5 separate regions of the Mus musculus genome follow, and all the other regions are linked to region 2. The links are chromatin contacts, called in public Hi-C and promoter capture Hi-C maps. All regions are on one chromosome and are shown on one strand. The core of a region is the stretch at or near the end of the contact, and the rest is flanking DNA. Distances in the headings are between cores, read along the strand shown. Region 1 holds the start of Ccnl1 (cyclin L1). Region 2 holds the start of Eif2a (eukaryotic translation initiation factor 2A). Region 3 holds the start of Tiparp (TCDD-inducible poly(ADP-ribose) polymerase). Region 4 holds the start of Noct (nocturnin). Region 5 holds the start of Gmps (guanine monophosphate synthetase).

The links. Promoter capture Hi-C pulls out the DNA fragments that hold promoters and counts their contacts. Hi-C and Micro-C count contacts between places; a contact is called where the count stands out from the background. Capture Hi-C pulls out chosen DNA fragments and counts their contacts.
Region 1: a promoter capture Hi-C map of pre-B cells shows a contact between it and region 2. The contact joins the promoter of Ccnl1 here to the promoter of Eif2a in region 2. A contact is called at or near these places in 1 of 39 promoter capture datasets (pre-B cells) and 2 of 484 Hi-C or Micro-C datasets (CD4 T cells and embryonic stem cells).
Region 3: a contact with region 2 is called in a Hi-C map of CD8 T cells, with 5 times the contacts expected there. The contact joins the promoter of Tiparp here to the promoter of Eif2a in region 2. A contact is called at or near these places in 2 of 484 Hi-C or Micro-C datasets (CD4 T cells and CD8 T cells).
Region 4: a contact with region 2 is called in a promoter capture Hi-C map of cranial neural crest. The contact joins the promoter of Noct here to the promoter of Eif2a in region 2.
Region 5: a contact with region 2 is called in a promoter capture Hi-C map of pancreatic islet. The contact joins the promoter of Gmps here to the promoter of Eif2a in region 2. A contact is called at or near these places in 1 of 39 promoter capture datasets (pre-B cells) and 1 of 9 other capture datasets (pancreatic islet).

What each region holds. Positions count from the first base shown.
Region 1 is chr3:65,956,579-65,962,002 of GRCm38.p6, forward strand. Ccnl1 (cyclin L1) reads right to left here and starts at 1,671. Exons shown (of 11, transcript NM_019937.4): 1 at 1,230-1,671; 2 at 923-997; 3 at 275-384. The coding sequence starts at 1,550.
Region 2 is chr3:58,522,495-58,527,323 of GRCm38.p6, forward strand. Eif2a (eukaryotic translation initiation factor 2A) reads left to right here and starts at 3,327. Exons shown (of 14, transcript NM_001005509.2): 1 at 3,327-3,592. The coding sequence starts at 3,565. Serp1 (stress-associated endoplasmic reticulum protein 1) reads right to left here and starts at 3,390. Exons shown (of 3, transcript NM_030685.3): 1 at 2,916-3,390; 2 at 2,589-2,664; 3 at 1-1,374. The coding sequence starts at 2,999. The coding sequence ends at 1,334.
Region 3 is chr3:65,525,172-65,530,444 of GRCm38.p6, forward strand. Tiparp (TCDD-inducible poly(ADP-ribose) polymerase) reads left to right here and starts at 3,276. Exons shown (of 6, transcript NM_178892.5): 1 at 3,276-3,461. 4931440P22Rik (RIKEN cDNA 4931440P22 gene) reads right to left here and starts at 4,243. Exons shown (of 2, transcript NR_027955.1): 1 at 4,066-4,243; 2 at 2,312-3,994. It also overlaps the pseudogene Gm22279.
Region 4 is chr3:51,220,602-51,225,797 of GRCm38.p6, forward strand. It overlaps Noct (nocturnin), which reads left to right and starts at 3,846. Exons shown (of 3, transcript NM_009834.2): 1 at 3,846-4,686. The coding sequence starts at 4,503.
Region 5 is chr3:63,972,663-63,977,444 of GRCm38.p6, forward strand. Gmps (guanine monophosphate synthetase) reads left to right here and starts at 3,481. Exons shown (of 16, transcript NM_001033300.2): 1 at 3,481-3,648. The coding sequence starts at 3,622.

The DNA of each region.
Region 1 (5,424 bases), core at 421-2,920, 7.4 Mb after region 2:
AGCCAACCGTACTCCCTTTCTTGTTTAATCTTAAGCCAAGGGACTGGCTTCACAGCACTCTAGAATTGTCCACAATGCAACTGTCTCTACAAACTTCAGATAGCTGGTTAATGGAGGGGATTTTAAAAGTTTCAATGTTCCTACGTGAATTTCAGCACCTAATGTCCGCTTTCTTTTGCATCCACACTGACTTGAGGGAGGGGAGAAGATGTTTTGACTGGATGATTGGTGCACAGTACAGCAAGAGATACTATGTTCAACAGGCCAATCTTACCTTTTTCCTCTTAACTGGCGGAGGTGGTGGAATACATTAATCACATCTCTTATTCTTCTTGGCGCTTCTTCGATTTTTGACGCAAGATTAATACAGGCCATAGCAACAATCTGAAAGAACCCAGGTAAAAATCCAAGTGAAGTTAAACTAGAAACAGTTTAACAAAGTCTAACAACCCTTATTTTGTTTTGTTTTTAGATAGGGCTTCTCTGTGTAGTCCTGGCTTCCAGGAACTCCATCTGTATGTACATCTGCCTGCCCAAGGATGTGGGTCACCAAGGACCGGCAAAGAACCCTCTTTAGGATACAACGGGCTTTTTAGCGAAATAAAATCGAAGCTGACATTTTTAGACCAGCTCTTACGTTTTATTGCTCAACTGCTCTTAATTTTGGGTCAGAATCAAGCTACCTCTTGCTAGAATTGTGCAATGGCTTGAAAACGTAGTTCTTGGTTAACAGAGCACGTGAACTGGGGATCCATTTTCTAGTTCTTGAAACATTGCTCTACGGGCCCCATTTCCTTCTGGGTGGGAACGAGGTACAAAGGCCTAAGCTAACCACTCCCTTTCTGGAAAAGCTGGTTCCTACCCCCTTCCTCCCCGCTTCCGGATGAAGAAATCCCTTCTTGTCCGCCTCCGCCGCGCTTACCTCGAAACTGTGTTTGACGAACGACTTGGAGTAGAAGAACCGATGGAACAGCACCTGCCCTGTAGCCATCGCCACCTGCAGACGAGAGAGGAGAACGGAAGCGCCGGGGTCAGGCGGGCCCGCACCAGGCGCCGCCGCCATTTTGTGCGGCCGCTCGCTTCCCTTCCCCCGCCCGGGCCGCGCGGCGCCGCCCGCCCCCGCATCCCCACCCTCGCCCGCCCGAGCTCCCGCCGCCGCCGCCGCCCGGCGCAGGCTCCGGAGAAACCTGGCCGCGGCGGAGAGGCCCGCAACCAGCCGGGGTTCTCACCTGCGGCAGCCGGAGGAGGATGCCGGCGGCCTGGATGAGCTCGCAGCCCAAGATGCGCAGATCCGTCTCGCTGGGCAGGTCCAGGCCGTCCTGCATGGACGGGGTAGGCGAGAGCCGCTCCTCCGGGATCAGCGAGTGGTCGATGGTGAGCGACACCTCCGAATACAGGCGGTCGCCGATCAGGATCCCTCCGGTCGTGGTCGTCGTCGTGGTGGTCGTGCCGGAGCTGGAGCCGCCCGCGCTCGGGGCGGCGGACGAGGCGGAGGCGGCAGCGGCGGCGGCGGCGGCAGCGGTCGAGGTCGGGTGAGGCCCGGACGCCATAGTTCCAGCGAGCTCCACGCACGCCCGACGCAGCCGGAACCCAAAGCGAGACTAACCAGCGTCCTCGGCGCGACGGATCTTCCCGTGACCGCCGGCTTCCAGGCCGCCGCACGCAGCGTGCGCTTCCGCCCTGACGTCACCACGCCGACACGCCCTACCCCACCCCACTCCACTCCCCGCGCGCGCCAACGAGTTCCTCCGCGCTTCGGTCGGTGACACCGGGCGGAGGGGTCCGGATGGGCAGGGCGGGGCAGGGTGCTGGCGGCTCAGGGGTGGTAATGGCTTTAGTCACCGGATAACCCGGACTCTGGCCTGGTGAGTCGGCCCCGATACCCCTGCACGGTCTGCGCGTTGGTGACAGTCCGGCGGTCGGCGACACCGGAGTGTAACAAAGTGACTCTGAACCGGGCAGCTTCCCAGTTTGAGCGCCTGGGGTTTCCGGAAAGCTCCGAGCGCGCGTGGGTGTCGGGGTGTAGCCTAGAAAGGCATGCCTAGCCCTGACCTCACTTCGCCGGGTTTACAGTAATCTGGAAAATCCCTAGTTCCAAAAATAGGTTTATGGCGAGGACAGTACACGGGCGATTTCATTGCGCTGGGGAGTCTCGTCTTAAAGAGATGGTTTTTGTCAGAGTGGAGAGAAAGTAACTATCCCTGTGTCAATGAAGAGAAAAACACAGCTCTCATCTTACATGGAGTTTGGAATAACCTAAATCTGTGTTCCGGGACCATGGTCAATCAAAATGGCTCCAGGATAACCCATCATTTATTCCCTTTAAGATGAGAGCTGTGGTTTTTTTGTTTTTTTCGAGACAGTTTCTCTGTATAGTTCTGGCTGTCCTGAAACTCACTTTGTAGACCAGGCTGGCCCTGAACTCAGAAATCCGCCTGTCTTTGTCTCCCGAGTGCTGGGATTAAAGGCGTGCGCCACCACCGCCTGGCTGAGAGCTGTGGTCTTTTTCCATCCATACTAAAAGTCCCAAAAGCTGAGGTCGACCGTGAAACAATTGATCCTTCTGCCTCTGGCCTCCCATGATCTTTTTATTCCAGCTTAATCCTCTGAGATGGCCTTTAGGGAGAAAGAAAAATCTCCTGACTCAGTACAAAGGGTTGGAATTGTTATTTTGTTAAAGCTTACTTTCTTGAAAAGTGTCTTAACCTTGGACCTATAGAGCGCACTGAAAATTTGGATACATCTTAGTCACCAAAGCAAGGTATTTTCACAGCTCATTTTTACAAAGTGTGTTGGGACGGGCACTCTGGAGACAAAGACAGGTGGATCTCTGATTAGAGGGTCAGACTGATTCCAAGCCAGTAAGAGCTATATAATATCTTCAAAATGAAACAAAACCTCTTCCAAACAAAAGCTATATAGAGCAGGAAGTGGTGGCACAAGCCTTTAATCCCAGTACTCAACTAAAGCCTCAAAAACAAAAATTTTATGATTGTGATAGCTTTTTGTCACTGACAGATTACCTAGAAAGTCCACAATGAGGTTTAATTTTGGTTTATGGTCTCTGAGGTTTCAGGCTACAGCCATGTGGCCCTATACCTGTAGGACTGTGTAGGCAGAACTTTATGGTGTGAGACCTTGGTAAAAACAAATCCCTTGCCACCAACAAAGAGAAAGGGGAATATATCCAGGGATCTCCCTCCTCAAGTAGGTTGCCAACTCCTAATTGCTTGTCCAGCTGTGACCTCATCGTCGGATTAACCCATTTATGAGGTATTTGCCTTTGTGATTAAATCACCTCTCAGTGCTACTAACTAAGGACAAGCTCTTCACAGGGTCTGTATGTGGCAGGCATTTCATATCCAAACTTTCTGTGACAGCATAGGAGACACAAGTCCAGGGGACAGGTATGTCGGGACAAAACTTTTCCTAGTGAGACACTACTCACCTCAGATAGGGAACCTACCACAGACCAAAGTATGGATACCATCAGAGTGCAAACTTGGTGAACCAATGAGTTTTATTAGGGTTACTTACAGGAATATGGGTAAGGAGCAGAAATGATTTGGATAGCTGCACCACCAATGTGCAATTCTATGCATATATTAGGGTCGGCACAATTTAGTGAAAACTTTTTTGGTGATAATTAACTCAATTCCATGTGGACAATAAAGTTTAAGGTGTGACTCCATCAAAACTCTTTGTAAAGTACACGTGACATCTTCCATAAAGATGGGTTCTGTAGATTCACTACATGAGACACCTTCCATAATGATCAATTCTGTAAATGACATGCTCATGATACGGGTCTGGAGAAAGATCTGATGTGGTCTTGGCCACACAGCAGAAAAGGTCACCAGGCTATTAGTCACATCTGCTCTCGGCCTTCTGGGTGGATAGAAGGTTATATACCCTTGTTTGAAGGAACAACCCTGTCTTTAACATTACTGGTTCCTACCTGTAAAGGTGGTACACACCTTTAGTCCTGGCACTTGGGAGGCAGAGGCAGGTGGGTCTCTAAGTTTGAGGGTAGTGCCTGTTCTACAGAACAAGTTCCAGGACAGCCAGAGCTACACAGAGAAACCCTGTCTTGAAAAACAAAACATTCTTGGTTCCCCTGTTGCTTATCTGTTGAGCACAGGACTTTTGTTCCTCCCACAGGAAGAGATGGCTGAACATGTTATAAATGCTTGCTCCTCATTATGTCACCAAACTACTGTTACTATTTCTTTTTTCAAAATTGTCCATGACTAATCCAGAAGATGGGAGGTAATGGGCTAGTAACTGGACTCTACGAGGTTTTTGCTCGTTAAGTAACTGTCATATTCTTTCTGTGATATAATCTAAGTTTGGAAAAACCATTACATTATTTGTAAGTTATTATGGAGAAAGTTTTGTTTCCAAATTACTATCCACTTAAAACAGCCACGTTAAAATGTGGAAAGACAAGGCTTGTTTAGAATTACCAAGAATTCAGGGAAGAGTAAAGATACGTGTTATTCATAGAAAAGCATTAGTGGAAATGAATCCAGTCAAGTGAGGCCGTTGGGAGGCAAATGACTATGTTGAATAAGTGAAAATGTGTGTATACGCACGTAATATTCTATTATTATTTATTATTGTGGCCCAGGTTGGCCATGGATTCATTGCAGCCATCTTGCCTTAGCTTCCCAAGTGCTGGTATTACAAACCCAAGCCACCATACCCTGCCTTGCTTATCTTTATAGACAGGGATCCTACTAGTTCAACCTGAGTTCTGTGTGCCTGAAAGGAAACTTAGTGAAAGTAAAGTTACATTTTTACTGCTTTAAGACAGGTGGAATTCAGGTGATACCAGAAAGACTAATGGCTTTCCTGAGGCACTAAAGTATCTTATTCCCTGTGCTTAAATTGTTCTCATGTCATTAGATGCAGCCTTCTGGCAAGTGTGTCTTCTGGTTATCATTTAAACATCAGTTTTTAAGTTCTGAAACCAAAACTAGTATTATTTTTATTTCTTTAGTAATCATTCTTTCACTATTATACTACAGGAATTTAATAACACACCACAAAAATTGAGCCTGAAATTAAGCTCCAGAAGAAGGACTTCTGGGGCTGGAGAGATGGCTCAGCAGTTAAGAGCACTGACTGCTCTTCCAGAGATCCTGAGTTCAATTCCCAGCAACCACATGATGGCTCACAACCATCTATAATGGGATCTTTTGCTCTCTTCTGGGGTGTCTGCAGACAGCTACAGTGTTTAGAACATGCCACATGTTTCAAACCATTCTCTTTTTCAAACTGACCAACTCTAAAGTAGAGGAGTAAGACTCTTCAGAGGCTTTAAAACCCCCATCCCCAAGAAGAGATTTCATTTTCAGAGTGTCATCCTCTTTGCTTTGCAGAGGATTTTTTTTCTCTGTGTGTTTGCTACCTGGGTGTGCC
Region 2 (4,829 bases), core at 2,077-4,576:
CTCCTCTGTGTCCAAGGGGGTCCGAGGGGATCCAAAGCCCTGTGAGGTTTACACTGCTCTCAGAACAGGGGCAAGTTTCCCTTCTGTTCCTTTGAAAACAGCGTATTTCAAAAGAGATCTCCTGAGGCAAATAACAAAGCAAACATAAGCAGGCTTCTCTCCATTCATAAACAGATATTGCTTGGTGTCTGCACCAAGTTCTGGCTAAGTGCATAAATAGGACTAATTGTAGTTTTCAATAGTACCAGAAAATGTCAAACCTGCCTCATTACTCTCACCCTTACTATTAGTAAAAAGAAAATGATCAATCACAACCTACGAAGTCATACAAAGGAAGACTAGACTGATCCTCATCAGTAAATTCATTTCATTCCAAATGCTCATTTAGATCGATAGACCTAGAACCCTAAGGGCATTTCAATCAAAACTTTAGTTGATGTGCCTTTTTGGTATTAAAAGTGCAATTAACATGCTAAGATATCATATGGCACACGGGACTCCACATGTTTCGACAAGGCATTTAGTTCTTGTCTTTCTCCGTATCTACACAGTAAACCCTTTGATAATTCTGATCAGTATGACATCAGCAAACCATCTCTAATTTCATTTCACCATGATAGCTTTTAGTGGAACTGCAATCACTTTGATTAAGTTAGAAAATGTTCAATCCAGGCTCGAATGGGACCCTAGGTGACTATACTTACTCATGCAAAATTCAAGGCTGTGTAACAGAAACATTATCATTAGAAACAGATGCAGCTGTAAGCATCTTTACTTACAATATGCCCTAGAAGCTTTTAAAAAGTTTTAGGTGACAATGATTGTGGTAAAACTAAGCCGTGTAGGTGACCATTTAAAAGCACCTTATTATAGGACAGTTACATGTCCCTATAATGGAGTGTGCTTTCCAATTCAAGAGTAAAAAGGGCATAGCTATAGAAAACCATAAGATTCCAAAATTTAAGCTAATTGCATTTACACATTAGGGTTAACAAAATCTATACCCTGTCTACACAGATTTAATCTAATTAGTCATGTTTTAATAACCATATAAAACTCATTCTGTACTGAATAAGTATGGTCTACTACTGGAACTTAATAATCAAATTTTATTGCTTTATTCATGTGGTGCTTTTGCAAGGCACTGTGGCATGGACTAGCAAACCTGGAATGACTCTTGAAGACACCTTGGAATGACACATGAAGGCGGATATGAAAAGTCATTCTGAGGCAGGCCGATTTACTCAATGGTTTTTAACTAGGGCATCGAACATCAGGAATGAGTTCAAGTTAAAATTCACAGGAGAATGGAAAGATCTCAAGGTCAGTCACTTCACATGCCCATCCTGATACTTTGAATAATCTGGAAAATTGCTGTGAAGAGAAAGAGCAAATATTAAAACAAGTTGAAGAAAACAGGCCTCTCAACTAAAAGTCATCTATTTACAGCAGCTGCAGACTCCAGCGTGATCGTACAGTCAGTTACAAATGCTAATCTAACTTTACGCTAATAAAAAAGTGAAGCAGGTTTATCATAATTAAACAATTCAATGCCTTGAAGTGATTATTATCTCGTGGTACTGGGGATGGGACCCGGGGAGGGCCTGATGCATGATAGGTAAATACGCTGCAGCTGAGCTTCACATCGAACTCAAATTATTTCCTTAATTGCAGCTCCTTGACTTTTACCTATAAGATGTACAAGAGATATTCCAGATGTGAAATTATTTTAGCAATAACTTGAAAGCACCAAAACAAACACGTTTTTCCTACTATTAATTTATTTCCAACATATCCTTAAAGGCCTGGTTTCCTAACACATGCACATTTCTTCATTCTCACACAGCTGAAATTCAATAATCTTTTTGTGTTACATAAACTGGTTGGCTCTTGGCCACATATCAAGAAAGCTTCCGGTTGTTAAGTTTAGAAAAAAGGCAAAGTGAAATGTTAAATGAAAATCTCAGGAACTGTAGAATGCGGCAAATAAAAGCATCTGTCTCAATAACAGCAGCTTGTCTATTAAAGCAGCAGGCAGAGCAGGAGGACAGTCTGTAATACATCCATCCGCAGGGGCAAGAGTCTATCATCTTAAAACCAGGCTGTCTTAATAACTAATCTTACCTGAAAACACTTGTCTCATACATTAAATATCCCAGCAGGTATGTTTCCTCTACAGAAAATCAATTCTTTGTACTACCCTTACTTTATATACTTAGTTTTTGACATAGAGACCTTAGGTACTGGTATCGTTCAGTCCTGTTCTAGTATCCAGATGTTCACGATGTTCGCTAAGTTTTTTGCAACACTATCGATAATAAAGTTACAATGCAAATCAGAGATATTTGGTGCTTAATTTCTTCTAAGGGATCATTAGGAAGATCTAATTTCTCTCTCTCTCTCTTTTTGATCTTCAATGAGCATAAATCAAGGTAAGAGAAATTTCTGGGGCACCACCCTCTGTGGTACAAGTTATCCAGTTCACTAGAAACAATTCTCTTAGCAGGTGGGTTGAGAACCACGCGGGTAGGTAGGACTCGCCACTCATCCACGTCATTCCAAACCGCGAGAGCCCCCCAAACACTTACCAGAGCCACAGACAACAAAAATGAAGAGGGCCAATAACCAGGGTCCTACCGACGCCTTTTCTTCGGGGGCATTTCTCTGCAAAAAGAAAAAACCCGGTTTCAAATGCAGAGAAAGCACTCTCGGATCCCGGGCTCCCAAGGCCTGCACCCCAGGCCAGGTGGCCGGCCGGCCGACTCACAGATCTCTCCCCCCACCCCAGATTCCACCGCAGCGGGAGTCCGGAGTCAGGCGGGTCTGGGGAGAACTCGCCGCGGCCCCGGCCGGGCGCGGGGCGCGGGCCTCGGCTCCCGGCCACGACATGGAGCGGGGTGCCCACTTTCCCTTACCGAGGTCTTAGCGACGTTGCCGCGCTGAGTTATGTTCTTGCTGTGCTTCTCGTTGGCCATACGGATCCTCTGCTTGGCGACCATTTTCGCAGCGCCACCTGCCCCAAGAACCTCTCGGACTCGCTCGCTCGCCGGTCCCGGGCCACCGGGAGGGAGGCTCGGCTCTGATCGCGGTGCCTACGCCGTCTACAGCCACTGGGCCGGGACGCGGAGCGCTGGAACACCGGCAGCCGCCGATCGCGGCGGTCTGAGCAGCCTTTGGGGCGGCGTGCCGGGGAGAGCGGGCCGCAGGGCCGAGAGGCAAGAGTCCAACCACCGGACAGTGCAACCGGCAACCTCGAACTAGTTCGGGTTCGGCTGCCAACGTCAGCACTGGGCAGACCCCGCCCCGCGGAAGTGTGGACTCCGCCCGCTCCGGAGAGGGAGGGCGAGCGCCGGCCGCCACCGCAGCCAGGCTCTTCCCCGCTCCGGAAAACGAGGAGCCAGAGCTGCGCGTGCGCGCTCGGGAACCAGACGTGGATTGGCCCCGAGGCTGGCGGCGCCGGAAACACCGACTCGCAGACTTTGCGCTTGGGGAGACGTGTAGAGGCCGGGTTCGGCCTTTCTTGAACTCTCACCCCAGCGCGTGGGTTTCTCTTTCCGGGACAAGATGGCGCCGTCCACACCGCTGTTGACAGGTGAGTTCCAAAAGAGCGAGAGACTCTTCCTTTACGGTGATTTCTTTCTGTGTCTTCGCGCTGGAGAATTCCTTAGCAAGCCTTGGAAGTCCGTCTTGCCTTTCCTCCTGGAAGGACCAAACTGTCTTTTAGTTTATTTGGTAATAGCATCCCAATGGGAAGTGAAGTCTCCGTCCCCAGTAGTCCCTCCTCCCAGTTATCCATCCATCGTTCTTCATCTTCCATAGGAATAGACAGGTAACAGAAAGTATTAGTTTGATGTGTGACCTGTGGTCTGCAATGCCGGGTGTTGCTTGGACCCTTCTTAATAGAAGAAACAAGACTCTTCACACCGAATTCATCTGAACTTAAGTATTATTAAAAATTATATGCTCCCTTATTGTTATGAGGTTTGTGGGAGTTGATAGGGAGCAAGACATTGCTAGTGTAGGTTAGGTTTCATGCTGAAGATGTGGCTTAAGGTGGCGACAGTGAGCAGGATAATGATAGTCTAATGTTTTCGATTGAAACAGCTGTGAGACAGTATTTAAGAAGTAGAACATGAGAAGACGCTAGGAATTTAAAGCTGACACATATTGTGGTGCTTAAACAACAACAACAAACTTGGACAACACTGGGAAAGGTGCTATACTATGTTATGGCTTGGGTATGTAAGTTTGAATAAACAAAAGATTCAAGTAGAAAAGAAGTGGGAAAGAAAAAAATCGTTGATAACAATGTAAGAAGAAAGATAGCATCATTAGGACGAATGTCTTATTTTTGAGAATTGGAAGTTATGTCCTCCTGAGACACGGCAAAGCTTTTATACTTCTGCCAGTCTAGGAATATACATTTTTAAGAGCCATGCTTATCCTGTTCAGATAGACTATCATAATTTATTCGCCAGATAGTTATGAGGTGCTAGTTGCAATCTTCTAAACACTGCCAGATAGTTGAGATTGTTTTCTTTTGTTTAGATTATTTATTTATTTATTTATGCGTCTGTATCTGAGCGTGTGCACAGGAGTACAGGCCTTAAGAGGCCCAGAAGAGGGTGTGGGCTTCCCTGGGGCTGGAGTTAGAGTTGTGAGCCTCACCTTAGATGAGTGCTGAGAACTCTATTTATTTCTTCTTAAGAGAAGCAAGTACTCTTAATGCTGAGCCATCCTCCAGCCCCCTGACACTATTTAAATGGCATAATTATGTAATTCAATAAATTGCTTCTCTGTTACTTAAAAGCTTTACTACTAAATGAATA
Region 3 (5,273 bases), core at 2,026-4,525, 7.0 Mb after region 2:
TACATGAGATCTAGGGAGATAAACTTTACAGCCAGGCAACCTTCTCCCTTCTTCCTCAAGACAAAGAAGAAGAGGAGGAAGAGGAGGAGAAGGAAGAGGAAGAGGGGAAGAGGAGAAAGAAGGAGGAGGAAGAGGAAGAGGGGAAGAGAAAGAGGAGAAAGAAGGAAGAGGAAGAGGGGAAGAGGAGAAAGAAGGAGGAGGAAGAGGAAGAGGGGAAGAGAAAGAGGAGAAAGAAGAAGAGGAGGAGGAAGAGGACGAGGAGAAGAGGAAGAGGAGAAAGAAGAAGAGGAGGAGGAAGAAGAAGAAAAAGGAGGAGAAAGAGGAGACGGATCATCCAAATATTTCTAATAAAGGAGAAAAGTACAATAGGAACTTTACAGCCCAATTCACCCTTCTTCTCATTCAAGGAATACAATCTTACCCTTTCTAGGATAGCCCAGAATGCCTGTCAGTTATGATAGGGGCTCAGCCTGCAGGCTCTAAGGGCCCTCATGATGTTACTGGTCCTTCTGATCAAGTGTGTGAGTCTGTGCTCACATCAGCAGCATGTATACTAAGAAAAGATTAGCATGGACCCTGTGCAAGAATGACATAACAATTCACAGAGCATTCTATAATTTTAAACTTTCATATTCCAAATTTAAAAGTCCTTAATTTTATATGTATGGTATTTCCTACATGTCGGTACTTATGTTTGTGCCTAATACCCATGGAGGTCAGAAGAGGGCATCAGATTCCCTGGAAATCGTTGTTAGCTGCCATGTGGCTGTTGAGAACTGCACATAGGTCCTCTCGGACACAGCATCCAGTGCTCTTAAGTACTGACTGAGCCATCTCTCCAACCCTCCCACCTCCAACTTTTTTTTTTTAAGAGTATGAGTTTCAGGGTTCTAGAAACCAATATTTAAACTAGCTCTGGAATTACATTTAATTATCAGCTCTTAATTGAATTAGGATAAGTTACCCTTAAGTGATCTATAGCCTTTTATATAAAATACCTTCCCCCAGCTGGGCGTGGTGGCACACGCCTTTAATCTCAGCACTCGGGAGGCAGAGGCAGGTGGATTTCTGAGTTCGAGGCCAGCCTTGTCTACAGAGTGAGTTCCAGGACAGCCAGGGCTATAAAGAGAAACCCTGTCTCGAAAAACTAAAAAAAAAAAAAAAAAAAAAAAACAAAAAACCCTTCTCACTTAGATGCTCAACTTGGTCATGTGACTTGCTTGGGTCAGTGACATATTAGTAATCAATTATACTGCTTGCTTATTGAGCCTTGTTTTTTTGGAATGCCCCCATTTTGTAATCCAGATTATCATTTTATGAGGAAGCCCATATCAGCCAGGTAGAGAAGCCACACACAAGAAAACAGACCAACAAGCCTTCTTTTTTTTCCAAGACAGGGTTTCTCTGTGTAGCCCTGGCTGTCCTGGGACTCACTCTGTAGACCAGGCTGGCCTGGAACTCAGAAATCCTCCTGCCTCTGCCTCCCAAGGGCTGGGATTAAAGGCGTGCACCACCACCACCTGGCTTCTCCAGCATTCTTAGATTCCATCTTTGCATTTTCTACATCATTGTCAGCTCATTTGTGCTGAGACACTAGCTTCGACCTTGTGTCCTAAGAGATTTCAGTTAGACTAGGCAGGCCCAGCCTTCAAGCTGTACAGATGAGCTACTGGCACTCTGTCCTGGTGGAATTCCTGAGCAAAGAGCCCGGGATCATGAACAAATCAGTTATGGTTTTAAATAGCTATATTTGGGGGTGATTTGTACATAGCAGTAACTGAAACAGTACTGAAAGTATAAAGAATGTATAAAAAAATTGTTGGAAGAGAATGGAATTTTAAAAGTAGCACGAAAGCAAATTGAACAAACAAAATAGATGAGAGAAAAAAATACGTAGTAAAATGATAGATTTAACCCCAAATATAGTATGTTCAACCGGAGACATGAGGGCTGCATGTGTGTGTCCCAGGATTAAGTTTGGATGCAACCCAACATAAAACCATAAATTTACTTAAAACATTGTTTTTGCAAATATTTTTGGTAATCATTAAGTTAGTAGGTAAAGTTGGGACAGTTTTAAAACGTTGGAAATACTGCAATCTTATTATAGTTTTTTAAAAATAGTTTAATTTTGCTTATATACTAGTCTTTGAATTCTGTCCCAACCTTTCCACTTTAGTCTGAGGGCCTTTACTTGATGCAATTTGAAACAACACTGCTGGGTGATCATTAATCTGGGTTAGCAGTGCCATAAAACTTGGGAACCACAGCCTCTGCTTAGCCTGTTTTTCCAGGATCCCCTTTTTTTTTTTTTTGAATAAGTACGATCTTTTAATTTTTTTTCTTAAATTCGGATTATACAAATTTAATGTTTATTTCCAACTAAAAAAACAACAACAACAAAAAGCTATTGAATACATGAAGTTACAATCCAGATGCCAGTTTCATGTATATTTTTGAGGTTAACTCTCGGTTCCCTAAGTCTCTATGAGTGCAGGGCGTGGGGTCTGGGTGATGAAGGTCGTAGTTCTAAACCTAGTACACGCTCGGCGCGGAAGAGGCGCTCTGACTTGTTAAATGAATTAGTCACTACGTGATCCGTGGGCTGCAAAACACGCGCATAGGCATCTCTATTGTCAAAACCCTAACATTGGCTTCCCCTAGCGGAGGCTGTCCGGGAACAGGCGGCGGGGCGGGCTCAGCCTTCCCGCCCGTACGGCGCGGGGCCGGCGACCCCGTCTGGAGGCAGCGGCGGAGGCGGCCACTCGCTTCCCCCTCGGGATCTGGAGGCGTCTTGAAAGGAGGCAGATAAACAAAGGCAACCGCACCGAAACCGGCCGTTCCGTCTCACAGCCTCTCTCACATCGCGTGCCCGGGTGTCCGCGGAACACGGTGACCCTGCATCTGTCCGCAGGCAGGTGGAGTCCGCCCCACGCGGCGCGCGCCTCCTCTCCTCGCAGGCTCACGGGGGGTGGGAGGTAGCCTCCCCGGCCTCGCGAACCGTCAGAGCCTCGGGGACCCTCGGCCGCTCGCGAGCGGACACTCCCCTCCCTCCTCCTCCTCCTCCCCGGAGCGCCGAGCCGCCGCGCGCCCCTCCGTCCGGAGCACGCGCACGGGAGGCGGGGCCCCAGCTTCCCGGCACTCACTGATCGCCCGGCCCCCTCACCCCACCCCACCCCCTCTCGGCCCCGAAGCTCCTCCCTCCCCGAAGACGAGCCGGCCCGGGGGAGGAGACCGGAAGCCACTTAAAGCAGAGCTGGAGCTGACAGGCGAGCGAGCTGGAGCCTCGAGAGCAGTTGCGGCTTTCAGCGCTCAGGTCCGCGGAATGGCCCGCGCGCCGCTCGCCGCGTCGGCCGCCCACGACCCCTAGACACCGGCCCTCGTCCTCGGCTCGGACCGCTGGCGCAGAGGCGGCCCTCCACGCCGCGCCTGGGCTGCGTTCGAAGGGCGGCTTGCCTGAGGTAAAAGGGGCTGGGGGGTGGGCAGCGAGCGGCGGAGGGACCCCCAGCGGGATGGCGGGCGCCAGCCTCGCCGCCCCGAGTCCCCGTCGGGACAGCGGCGGATCCCTAGACTGCCCGGGAGAGCTGAATGCGCTCGCGTCCGTCGGTGGCGGGGTGGGATCGGGTTCAGCGCCGGGAGCTGGGCAGGTGGATAGATGGACTGGCGCCGCAGGGCTTGCGGGGCCGCCCGCGACTCCTCTCGGGGGGTTGCAGCCGGGGCAGCCCCTGCGGGAGGGCTCGGCGCTGCGGGAGCGTTCCGGCCGGCGCGCGTTCCGGGCTGCAGCCCAGAAGTTTGCAGGCTGTGTTCGAGTTAACTTTGAGTGCCGCACCGGTTCCCCTTCCTTTTCCCCGCCACCCGGAGTGTCCGCTGCGGCTCGGCCCTGCAAGCTCCGGGACTCGCCAGCCGGTCCTCGGGAAGGAGGCAGGGCCGGGGTGGGGGGGAATTCATTGTGGACTCGCCTTGAGTGGCTTCGGGGAGGCGGGGAGGTCGGGTCCTGAGGAAGGTGGGCCGGGAGTGAGGGGGCGCCCGGGTCCCTGAGGACAAGGTGAGGGCGGGGATGCTCACCCTCTCGGCGAAGTGCGGAGCCCGGTGGAACGGGCGCGGCGGGAGGTCGTGGCTGCGCGGAGCGCGGCCGGCAGGAGGCGTCGCTCGGACCCGGGCGTCTCACTCCTTGGCTGTTTGGAGCCGGCGGTTTCCATGGAAGGTGTGACCAGCTCGTGGTGCCAGACGACCGGGGCGTCACGAGGTGAAGGGTGGCGCGATTGGGTTGCCCGCTGCGGGCGACCGGAGGAAACGACCTTCCAATCTTTTTATTTTTCTGTTATGCAAACTAATTGAGGAACTGGTGGCTTCCGCACTCCACTCCTCTGCTTCCTAGTTGAGTTTCCGAGTTTGGTGGAGGGGCAGTAAGAGGAAAAGTTGTGTGCGTGCGAGTGTGTGTGTGCGTGCGTGCGTGCGTGCATGTGCGTGTGCAGAAGTATAAATAAAATCGCTTTAGTATTTTGCCTGGATTGGTGTGATAGGAGGGGATAGTGTGCGTGCGTAGGGGAAGGCACAGGCGGGTTAGATACGGAGAGGGAATACCACAATCTGTGCCAACTGAGCCTTGAGGCAAGAGCACCGAATGATGAATAATAACGCCTGGCTTGGCTGCTTTCCAGTTATTTATGTCTCATGTCAGATCCCTCCTTCGTGAGGCTTTCTCTAACAATGCCAGCTCATACTGAACTCAAATATTTATTTATTTAAAATAAATAAATCTCTTTTGTACTTAGACTAGCACTTTGTTCCATGCCTTGTGTTTTTCTGAGTTTTGATTATTCAGCACTTTTGTATACATAGACTTATAAATCCCTCCTAGATCTTTATATTCGTTTTTTAAAGCACGAAGTCTTACCATTTTGGGTTTTGACCTTCAACCAAGAACAAAGCATCTAATGTGTGCCTTTTCTAAAGTAATTCAGCCACAAAATACAGACATCCTCAGTGGTGAACAGTGCTAGGTACTATACTGGACTCCTAATGCATGCTTGATTAAATCATAGGTTCTTACATCAAGGAGTTCTTTCAGTCTATTGGACAAGAAAAAAGACCATTAATTGCTCATCACTGTCCCTTCTCATCTGGAACAATCTCAGTAAATACCTGGAAATCTCAGTCATTTTAAAGGATCTGGTTCTTGAAAGGAAAAAAAATTCAGATTCTGAAATTTGGTGTTTTTTAATATTTGTATTTTTTTGGTTATAATATACTTTCATTTGTTTTTTTTTTTT
Region 4 (5,196 bases), core at 2,596-5,095, 7.3 Mb before region 2:
GCCTCTTCTAGTGTTGGAATGAAAGGCATGCACCACCAGGACAGATCTAAACCTTGATTACATCGTGAATTTTGTCAACCTAAAAAGACAACTCTCATTTCAAAAGAGATAAGAGATAGCTTTATTCTAGAACCAAATGTAAGTGACTGTGACTCAGGAACACAGATTTAGGTTCTCCACACTCTCCATGTTCTAATGTGGGATCAGTCAGTCTAGTGAACTTTTACAGTAAAAAACAAACAAACAAACAAAAGGAATTGGAAATCAAGCCACTTTTCAAATACAATGGTGAGAATATCAGATAGGTGGATCAGAGAAAGGCAGGGAAATGGGAGGCTTTGGCTCAGATGTTATCTGAATGGCATTCTTAGCCTTTGGGCTGTGGGGTGCTAGGAATGTGTCTGTACATTCCAGAGGACTTAATAGTCACATGAGATTAAGTCACAGAGCCGGTACTAAGGAGCCTGAAAATGACAGGAGGTGATTAGCTCTGGACTTGCATCACTCCTCCCTCTCCACGCCAGGGAAGCTCTGGCCAGCCAATCGGGCTTGCAGACATTTCCTGTAAACTGAGGTTCTTTCCAGGAACCTCTGCTCTCACTATGCATATTTTTGTGTGTGATGCTCGGGGTCTTGTTCATGCTTCAACAGTACTCAACTTCAGAGCATCCTTCCCAATATGTGACTATGAACAACGACAACCACGGGACCGACACATCAGTACACAGTTGCCGCTCAGCTTAGTCTCTTCACTCTCGAGGTTGCTGATACAATGGCTTCTTCATGACATGGTAATATTTTCATATATGTACATGATGTATCCCATCATATCCACTCTTTCTCTGTTGTCTCTTGCCTCCTAATAACTGCTCCTTCTCCTGCCGTGTTTGTGTGCCTTTGTGGGTTCCACTGAGCCTCAGTAGGGTTGTTTACAGTAGCAACAGTTGCTTTGTTGCCAGAGCACAGGTGAGTGCCTCGCCAGGATTCTGAAGAAAATGTCACTCCCTACCCCCATCAACACCTAACTGCCTCTCTGTCCTAAATGAGGACTAGGACCTCCAAAGCCCCTTGAGTGTTGACTGGCCCTATCTTCTGCAAATAATCTGTGAGTTGCCAAAGTCGAACAACTATGTCATTCAAGGAGAGTTCCACATGCCCTCTCCCCTCACCCCCCCCCTGCCTCCCCCTTTTTTGAGACAGGGTTTCTCTGTGTAGCCCTGGCTGTCCTGGAGCTTGCTCTGTAAGCCAGGTGGCCTCAAACTCGCAGATTTCTATGCCTCCAAAGTGCCGGGATCAAAGGCGTGTGCCACCACGCCTGGCTACTCTTTGCTCTCTATCCATCTGCTAATGTCCCCTGAATGTTGGAGGACATGCGACAGCTGTCCTGTTTATGACTGGGCACTCAAGAGTCACTTAACCTCTGTACTTTTGATTAGTTATGAGTCTCTGCAGTCACCCGCTGACTACTGCAAAAAGAACCTCCTCTCAGCAAAGCTGACGGCAGCAGTAACGGGCAGGAACATTGCTATTTAGAAGGTAATTAGAAAGGCACATCATGTCCACTTATCAAAACAATGGAAGTAGCTTACCTACTGGACTCTACTTCAGGCTTTGGAACAGGTTCACAATAGCAGAAATGAATTCCCTCCTATCGGGCAGGCCTCGATGCCAATCAGAAAACGGTTGGCTACCCCTGTAACAGTCCTGACACGTTGTACCAAGAGGTTGTTGTCTGGTCAGTTGATGTTGCACATAGGGTCCACAGCAAAGGCTGTTGGTGACAAAGCTCCCCACTCCCCACCCCACCCCCACTCGCCCCTGCTCCAGCAGCCTATAGAATACCTTGTGTGCGCTAACTGGGAGGAACCTTCCAGTCCGGTTCCAGCTGGATCCCTCCATGTTCTGTGACTAACACATATGTCGACACTTCAGGGTCTTATCATTTATTTCTGGTAGGCAGCCAATAGCAGTGGCAATTGCCTGTAGTGTTTTAATGGCTTCAGGAGCTACTATATGTACAGTAGCCCATAGCTGGCACTGGGCGCTCTAATAGCCTATGGCTTGGGTGGGGAACAGCTTTATCTACCCAGGAAACTTCCACTCAAGCTACTTTTTTTAAAGATTTATTTATTATTATATCTAAGTACACTGTAGCTGTCTTCAGACACACCAGTAAAGGGCATCAGATCTCATTACGGATGGTTGTGAGCCACCATGTGGTTGCTGGGATTTGAACTCAGGACCTTCGGAAGAGCAGTCGGTGCTCTTAACCACTGAGCCATCTCTCCAGCCCTCAAACTACTTTTAAACTTGTTAATTAATTCGCTCATGGAGTATCTAATTTCCTTAAGGCTGTCTCATTCATTACAAGTTCTGGTTGACCCTCTCTGCTCCCTCTGCTGTGCTTTCTTGGCTACTGACAAACTGCTTACAGGAGTAAGAAAGGGAAGGGGGGGGAGAAAATGTGGTGTGTGGTGGGGGTTGGGGGAGGGAGGGAGTCAGCATCCATAGATCCATTACCTAAACTGTAAACCAACTGCTGTATTTTGTTCTATCTGCAAAGCACTTGCTACCTTCTTATGACCCTTTGCCTTGCCTAATGACTCATGGGCGATTGATTGCTGTACAGATAAGAAAACTGAGCCTCAGACGCTAATAATGACCAGCTAAGGAGTTCCTGGCCCCGATGCTGTCATCGGCTTGTCAGCTGATTCATCCGTATCCTGTGGGTGTTAGATGTTTTAGGCCAGGTCTGGAAAGCATTTTGAATCCTTGGTGACGATACTCATTCAAAGTTTCTTTTCCATTCCCGGTTAGGGTTAGTCACTCCTTACACAACCTACCTGAGGTATTTCTTCAACTCATTCTCTCCTGCTTCCCTCTCCGCCTCCCCCCACCCCTTCCCTCTCCATACCCCCTTAGGTGAGAATGTGAGTCTTGGGCCTCTCAAGTGCTGTGTAAGTGCTCCACCACTGAGCAACATCTCCAGCATTTTCCTGGAACATATGGCATCCGATTAAAACACAGCTCTGACCATATCCTAGCATCCCTGCAACAGAGCTGACAAAAATAAGGGTTTTCTCAAGAGAATGTGGGTGTGTGCATCTGACTCTCAGACTATTGAAACAATGGACCCCCCAAGAAATGGGAATTTCCTTCAGGAAACTCCTGCTGGGAAAAGGAAAAGGCCTTTGCTTGAGGGGGAATTCTTTCAGGAAGCGGGAATTCACACAGTTCTATCTAGTCAGATCGCTTTGACCCGGACTGCTGAGATGTGCATACCCCTGGCCTTCTATTTGAACTTTAATCTCATTTTGGGATCCCAGAGAGAGGTTAACTCTTCGTCCTTCTACCCCATGTGGGCATATTAAGTACATCTCCTTTTTTCAGTTTTGTTCGTTTGTATTCTTGTTGTTGTTTTGAGGGTTTTGTTTGTTTGGTGTTTTTCTGTTTCTTTGTTTTTATTTTGAGACAGAGCTTCACTGTGTAGCTCTGGCCGGCCGGATCTCTCCAGACCATGTTGAAGATCCGGGCCCCTGCCCCAGTGCTGAGATTAAAGGCGGTCGCCCTCACCGCCGCACCTGCTTTCCACTTTCAATTTGGCTTTTTCAGTGGTTTATTGGATGGATAATGCTTTAAATTCGGTAACAGTCCAAATTACGTCTGGCCCATCCCAAGCAGTTGTTTTGGGTTGGGGGGGGTTGTTTTGTTTTGTTTCCCCCCCCCCTCCCCAATTCCCTTAGCCTTCATTTTCCATAACTACAGTGCTGTCTCCCAGGTGTGACTTCCAGCCCTCCAATCAGGGCCCAGCTAGCTCCAAGGCCAATTCCACCAGACCTTCTGGCAGGACTGACGCTCAACGCCCTGCAGTCCGTTTCCGCCTCTCGTGCCTGAGGGGCGGATGCTTGTCGCAGCCGCCACACAAGTAGCCAGCGCGTCCTGGTGCCTAATCTCCTTCAGCACCGCGGAGCGTGGAGCCCACAGCTCGGGGAGGACGTTCTCCCAGACACGCGCTCGCACACACTCAGCGCTGGCACCAACCCGGGATTCCCAGCCTGTGGACGCTCCCATTGCAGCCGGCGGGAGGGGACAGAGGCTCCCGGAACGCCTCTCTAACGAATCCCCGCGGTGTCAGCCAGCCCCCAGCCTCCGCCCCGTGGGAGATCTACAGTCGCTGTCACTGATCCAGACGGTCCATTCTCGGCCGGAGCTGTCCGGGTCTGACTGCGCCCTGGTCGTGCGCGCGGATCCCCCCCTCTGCAGCCACCGCGTGGTAGCGCCCGCTCCGCCGCCGCTCGCCGGTTGCTCCCCGGCGCTAGCTCCCTCGCCTCAGTGAGCCGCCGCTGCTGCCGCCGCCGCGTCTGCCTCCCGGCACAGCTCGCCCGGTCGGCGCCGAGGGACGAGGAGGAAGGAACACCCCGCAGCGCAGCGGTCCCGCGCCACCCCCACCCCACCGTCGCCCGCCCAGCTCGGCCCGGCTCGTCAGCGCGGCGGCGCCCGGCATGTATCAGAGCCCGCGGCGGCTCTGCTCGGCCCTGCTGCTCAGGGACGCCCCCGGCCTGCGCCGCACACTCGTGCCCGGCCCGCGCCGAACGCTCGCCCCGCCGGTGCTCGGATCTCGGCCCAAGTCCCCGCAACTGCAGGCGGCGGCGGCCTCGGGCGCCGCGAGGTCGCGTCCCCGAACAGGTGAGCGGGAGCGCGGAATGAATGGGCGCCGCGGGCTGGTCCCCTGCGTTCACCCCGGCGTCGCGTCGGGAGGGAGGGAACGCCGCTCAGGGGGCCTCGCTTTCCGCGTTCGTGTCTGATCCCCCTGAATCCCCGGTGGCCACAGTGACCCCAGTCGCTAACGTTTTGCTTTACCCCTCACCCCCACCCCCCGATGCAGGGCGGTAACGCTTTGGTTGCAGACGGCTTGTGGACATCCTCATGAAGGGGAAAAAATATCTAAAAATGGCATGATCTTGGGTTTGCAGGGCCTACAGGCTCTGAATCTTCTCAAAGCCCTGGTAGTAATAGCACATGTTAACTCGTTACGCTCATTAATTTATTTATGTTTTGGAAGGGGGGGAGTCTTCCACTTCGTCTTAAATCCCTGGTAAATCAACCTTTCATGAAGTCAGTTCTGTACATCATCTTGTGTTTTTTAAGTGTCTCCTTTCTGCCTAAAAGCAGATTGCGACGGTCACAAACTACATA
Region 5 (4,782 bases), core at 2,231-4,730, 5.5 Mb after region 2:
CCCTCTTGTGGCTCCTTCCTGTAATTTGATGTTTGTGAATTTTATCTCATCTGTTCACTAATAAAATCAAATGATTGAGATTTTTTTTTACAAAAAAACAACAACAATATTTCTTAGCCATATTTTTCTCTCCCCTCCTTTATTTTAGAACTCTCGTTTAGATCCCACACCCATTTTTTAAAAAAAATGGGTCATTGTTCTTTTTTTTTCCTTTGATATTTTTGAGTTCTTTGTGTGTTCTGGATGTCATTATGTTCTCTACCACACACGATGGCAGATCCCCTTCTCTCACTTGATTGTTTCATTACCTGTGAAGCATGAAGCTTTTCAGTTTCATGAAGTCCCACTTATAAATTGTTGGCCTCAGTTCATGGACAACAGGAGTCCTATCAGGAAGTCCTTTCCTACACCTACATCATATAGCCACTGCTTGTGATTTTTCCTAGCAGTTTCAGCGTGGCAGGTTTGACATCTCGGTCTCTCACCCGTTTGGAATTAGTTTTCATGCAAGGCGATAGAGAGGGGTCTATGCTTTCCAGTTTTTCTTTTGTTCTTTTAAAAAAATAAATGAATATAAAGTTTGCAAGACCAAGGGGCCTCTCTTCCTGATGATGGCTGACTAGGCCATCTTTGGGTCTGGGGGACTTTTGGGATAGCATTTGAAATGTAAATGAAGAAAATACCTAATTAAAAAAAATAAAAGTCTTGAAAACATTCACCACACACACACAAAATGAACATCTTGTTTTCTCAGCACCATTTGTGAAAGATCCCACTTTTTAGCTAATGTATCAAATATCAGATGGTTGTAGCTATGTGTGGTTGTTTGTCCTCATTGTTTTGATTTTTTGATTTTTTAATTATTTTTTTATAGATAGCATTTCTCTGTGTATCTCTGGCAGTCCTGGACTCAGTTTGTAGATCAGGTTGGCCTCGAACTCGCAAAGATCCACCTGCCTCTACATAACCATGCCCAGCACCATATTTTTTTTATTACTATGACTCTATAGTATTTCTTGAGGTCTTGGATAGCAGTTCCTCCATCATTGCTATTTTTGCTCAGAATTAGTTTGGCTGTCTGGAATCTTACATGGTTCTATAAACCATAAAGTTTTTTAAAGCAATGAGAAATGGATCTATGCTTGGATTGTAATTCATCCAATGAATAAAAGGCAGAGAAACAATTTTGTTTGCAAGCTAAAGCAAGATTAGAAAAGGCTACAGAGGCTGGGAATGAAAGCCCCAGATTCCATTCTTAGTATGTTAACAGGAAAGAAAATTAGAAGAGGCTATAAGCTTCAACCTAGAATACTCTCCCTGGGAATTCAGACCTGATACAGAGGTAAGGGAGAGGCTGCAGCGAGCTGAAGATGCTCTGAGGGTCAAAGTGTTCCCGCCCTCAAAAGATATTCTCAAAGCCATGTCAAAAGTATGAATGAGAAAGCCTTTAGAACAGATTATTCTAAGTCCCAGCCTTTGGGCTACTCTATCTTCGGCCTGGTAGAGGCAGCCTTTAGACTGCTTCAGCTAATACACTATCACGGAGAAAAGATGTTCTTGATGGATAAACTCTGCCCTAATTGCAGAAAAAAGTCTCCTTTAATGATCAGGTTTAGAGGTATTGTTTTCATAAAGAAATAAATAACTGGATATAATCATAGGCCAGTTATTTTGTGGAATGTGTCTTTAATTGATGTTCCTTTCTTTTATGAATTTTAGGCAGAACTACAGTAACATTCTCCTCATTTTATTTAGACCATCAAGTGAGACATGACACTGACCTACTGTACTATTTGTGATATTCATATTGATCACTCAAGAAAGGCTGACTTGAGGCACTTCTAAAGTTGCTAAATTTTGTAAGATGTGGTAGCATATACACTTGGGAGGCTCATGCAGTTGGATCATGTCTAGTTCATAGCTATCAAGGGTTAACAGTGAAACTCTACTCAAAAACAAGCAAAGACAGAAAAATTTGCTATTTTACATTGCATAAGTAATAATGTGGGAAGATACTCTGTGACAGTATAAATAAAACTTGCTTCTTATCTTCCACTCTTTAATTTTAGCATCTACTAATATTTCATGTCCTAATTTACTATTGTTATGATAGCTGAAAATGATTCTTTAACATTTCCAGCTTTTATTACTTGATAGTTTATCATAAATCCTATCTGTGTCCTTTATCATCCACAGCAGTTCTCCTTTCCTGTCTTTTTCTATGTGTCCTAGGCTGGCCTCCAACTCACAGGGATGCACTAGCAAGTGTTAGGACACCAATGACACCTGGCTTCTTCCTTCACATCAGCCATTCTTTTTTGCTGTTGCTTGCAAAAGTTCTTATTTCATTGTGTGTGTGTTGGGGGGGGGGGGGTTATGTGTACATGTGTTTATAGGCACTGAGGCCATGGGAGGATGTTGGGTTTTCTTTTTTCCTTTCCTTTCCTTTCCTTTCCTTTCCTTTCCCTTTCCCTTTCCCTTTCCCTTTTCCCTTTTCCCTTTTCCCTTTTCCCTTTTCCCTTTCTTTCTTTCTTTCTTTCTTTCTTTTCTTCTTCTTCTTTTTTTTTTTTTTTTTTTTTTTTTGAGACAGGGTTTCTCTGTATAGCCCTGGCTGTTCTGGCACCAGAGTGAGAGAGAGAGAGAGAGAGATCAAGAGCCTCTGAACATTTTTCTTTTAATTACTTTCTTTCCTTATTTTTAAAAATCTGAGCCGGGCGTGGTGGCGCACGCCTTTAATCCCAGCACTCGGGAGGCAGAGGCAGGCGGATTTCTGAGTTCGAGGCCAGCCTGGTCTACAAAGTGAGTTCTAGGACAGCCAGGGCTATACAGAGAAACCCTGTCTTGAAAAACCAAAAAAAAAAAAAAAAGAAAAAAAAATCTGGCCTGGAACTAAGATGTGCCTGCCTCAGCCTCCAGATTGCTGGGATCAAAGGTGGTGACTGGCTACCATACATTCTTACAAAAGAAAAAAGAAACAGACAAACAAAAACTAAACAGGCAATCAAATAAATATAATTTCTTCAACAAGGTAGGCTCTCTGAGGAATCTACAGCTTATTGTTAAAAAACAGAGGTGATGGCACACACCTTTAATTTTAGCACTTAGGAGTCAGAGGCAGCTGGATGTAACTTTGAGGCTAGCCTGGTCTGCTGAGTGACCTTATTTAGAAAAACAACAAAACCAAAATAAAACAAAAAAAAACCAGAAAAATTGAGCCACTATTTGTGACACGGTGAATCCATTACTTAAATGTATCTTGCAGTTTATAAAAACTTGAAGTTTGAGGTGGTATGTAGCCACTACTTAATTATTGTCAGCTATCACATCCAGTTCTATTGCCCAGACTGGGGGCATGGCTGATGCTTTCCTTTCTGGTAGGTTTGGTGTTATCTTCCCGGGGTGACGACGAGGGCGGGGCTTGCATGGTCCCGCCTCTAAGAGGCGGGGCCGGTTAGAGGAGGTCGGGCGGAAGCTGGAGGCAGGGCCTGCGCGCGCTTCTGTGTTCTGAGGCCGCTGTTAGGTTCCGGGCTGCTCTTGTTCTTCACGCTTCTGCCGGTCCCGGTGTTGAGCCTCTGGCGTCCAGGCCTTGCCAGCAGTCTGCACCCGCGGCGTTGGTCCCCGATGGCCCTGTGCAACGGAGATTCCAAGGTCAGTCTGTGATTGGCGTCTCTGCCGCCCTCCGGCAGCGTGAGCGAGACCTGGGGGTCCGTCCGTCTCCCTCGGCCGGGTCAGTGGCGCTCTACATGTGTCAGCCCGGCCTGCGGCGCGGCTTTATTGCATCCGAGGCGCTTTGTTGGCTTTGCTAGTGAAGCATCGAGTTCCAGCGGAGAGGCGACCTGGCTGTGGGCCGCGATTCTTGGGGACTTCGGGGCCCTTCAACCGCAGGGCAGGGTCGGGGCCTCGCCTGCGGCGGTCCGGCCAGGCGGGCCTGTATTCTTTCCAGCCTAGTGCAGGCCTTTCTGACTCTATTGACCACAGCTTCTGTTCCTGGGCCCAGGTGTGCTTCTCACCCTCTTCTCCCGCCATCCTCGGAGGGGTAGAGTTAAAGGTTCTGCTCCTGCGCACTCTGTCTCGTGTATTACGTGCTAGTTTTCGGGGACATTTTCCCGCCTTTGGGGCCTTTTCTTGGGAGCCAGGTTCTCCACGGGTGCTGGAAAAAGTTAACTGCGTTAGCCAAGACGCGAGAGCGTTGGGCCGTTGATGCCCGTTTGTGGCTTCCAACTCCCAGCCTTAGACATCGTTCTTAATTGCCTGGTCTGAATTGGTCCCCTTTCCCTTCCGACCTAATCGTCTTTGACCTGGAGAGCTTTCTGACCTTCACAAAGTCAGTTTTGTCATCGAGAAACTGCGGTGTTGGAATATAATTTACTTTAGCAAGGTGTACATCACGCTTGTGCATGCTTGTGACCTAGCTTTAGCAATCTGGTTAAATTTCTCTTCGGGTGTATGAAACTCCAAACTTTTGGATAGCTGTTCTAGAGCCAGGAATAATTTCTGCCCTTGCAAACATGGAGCTTAAGTGTCACAAACTCGCGAATGGCTGCTTAATATGTAGGAATCATTCAAAAACCTGTGTTGAACAAATGAATAAACATTATTAGGTAGCTCCTATATTTTCAAACCTAGGCACCTGTCATGGTCTGAAGAATAAGTCTCACCTTACAGTTTTGTACATTTGTCTTTAATTTTTAATCTTACAACTCACTGGAACTCATCTTTATGGTGGATGAGTTCGCTGCGGTTTTATAGAACCTACTGCGATCTAGAAGAATATTTTCACAA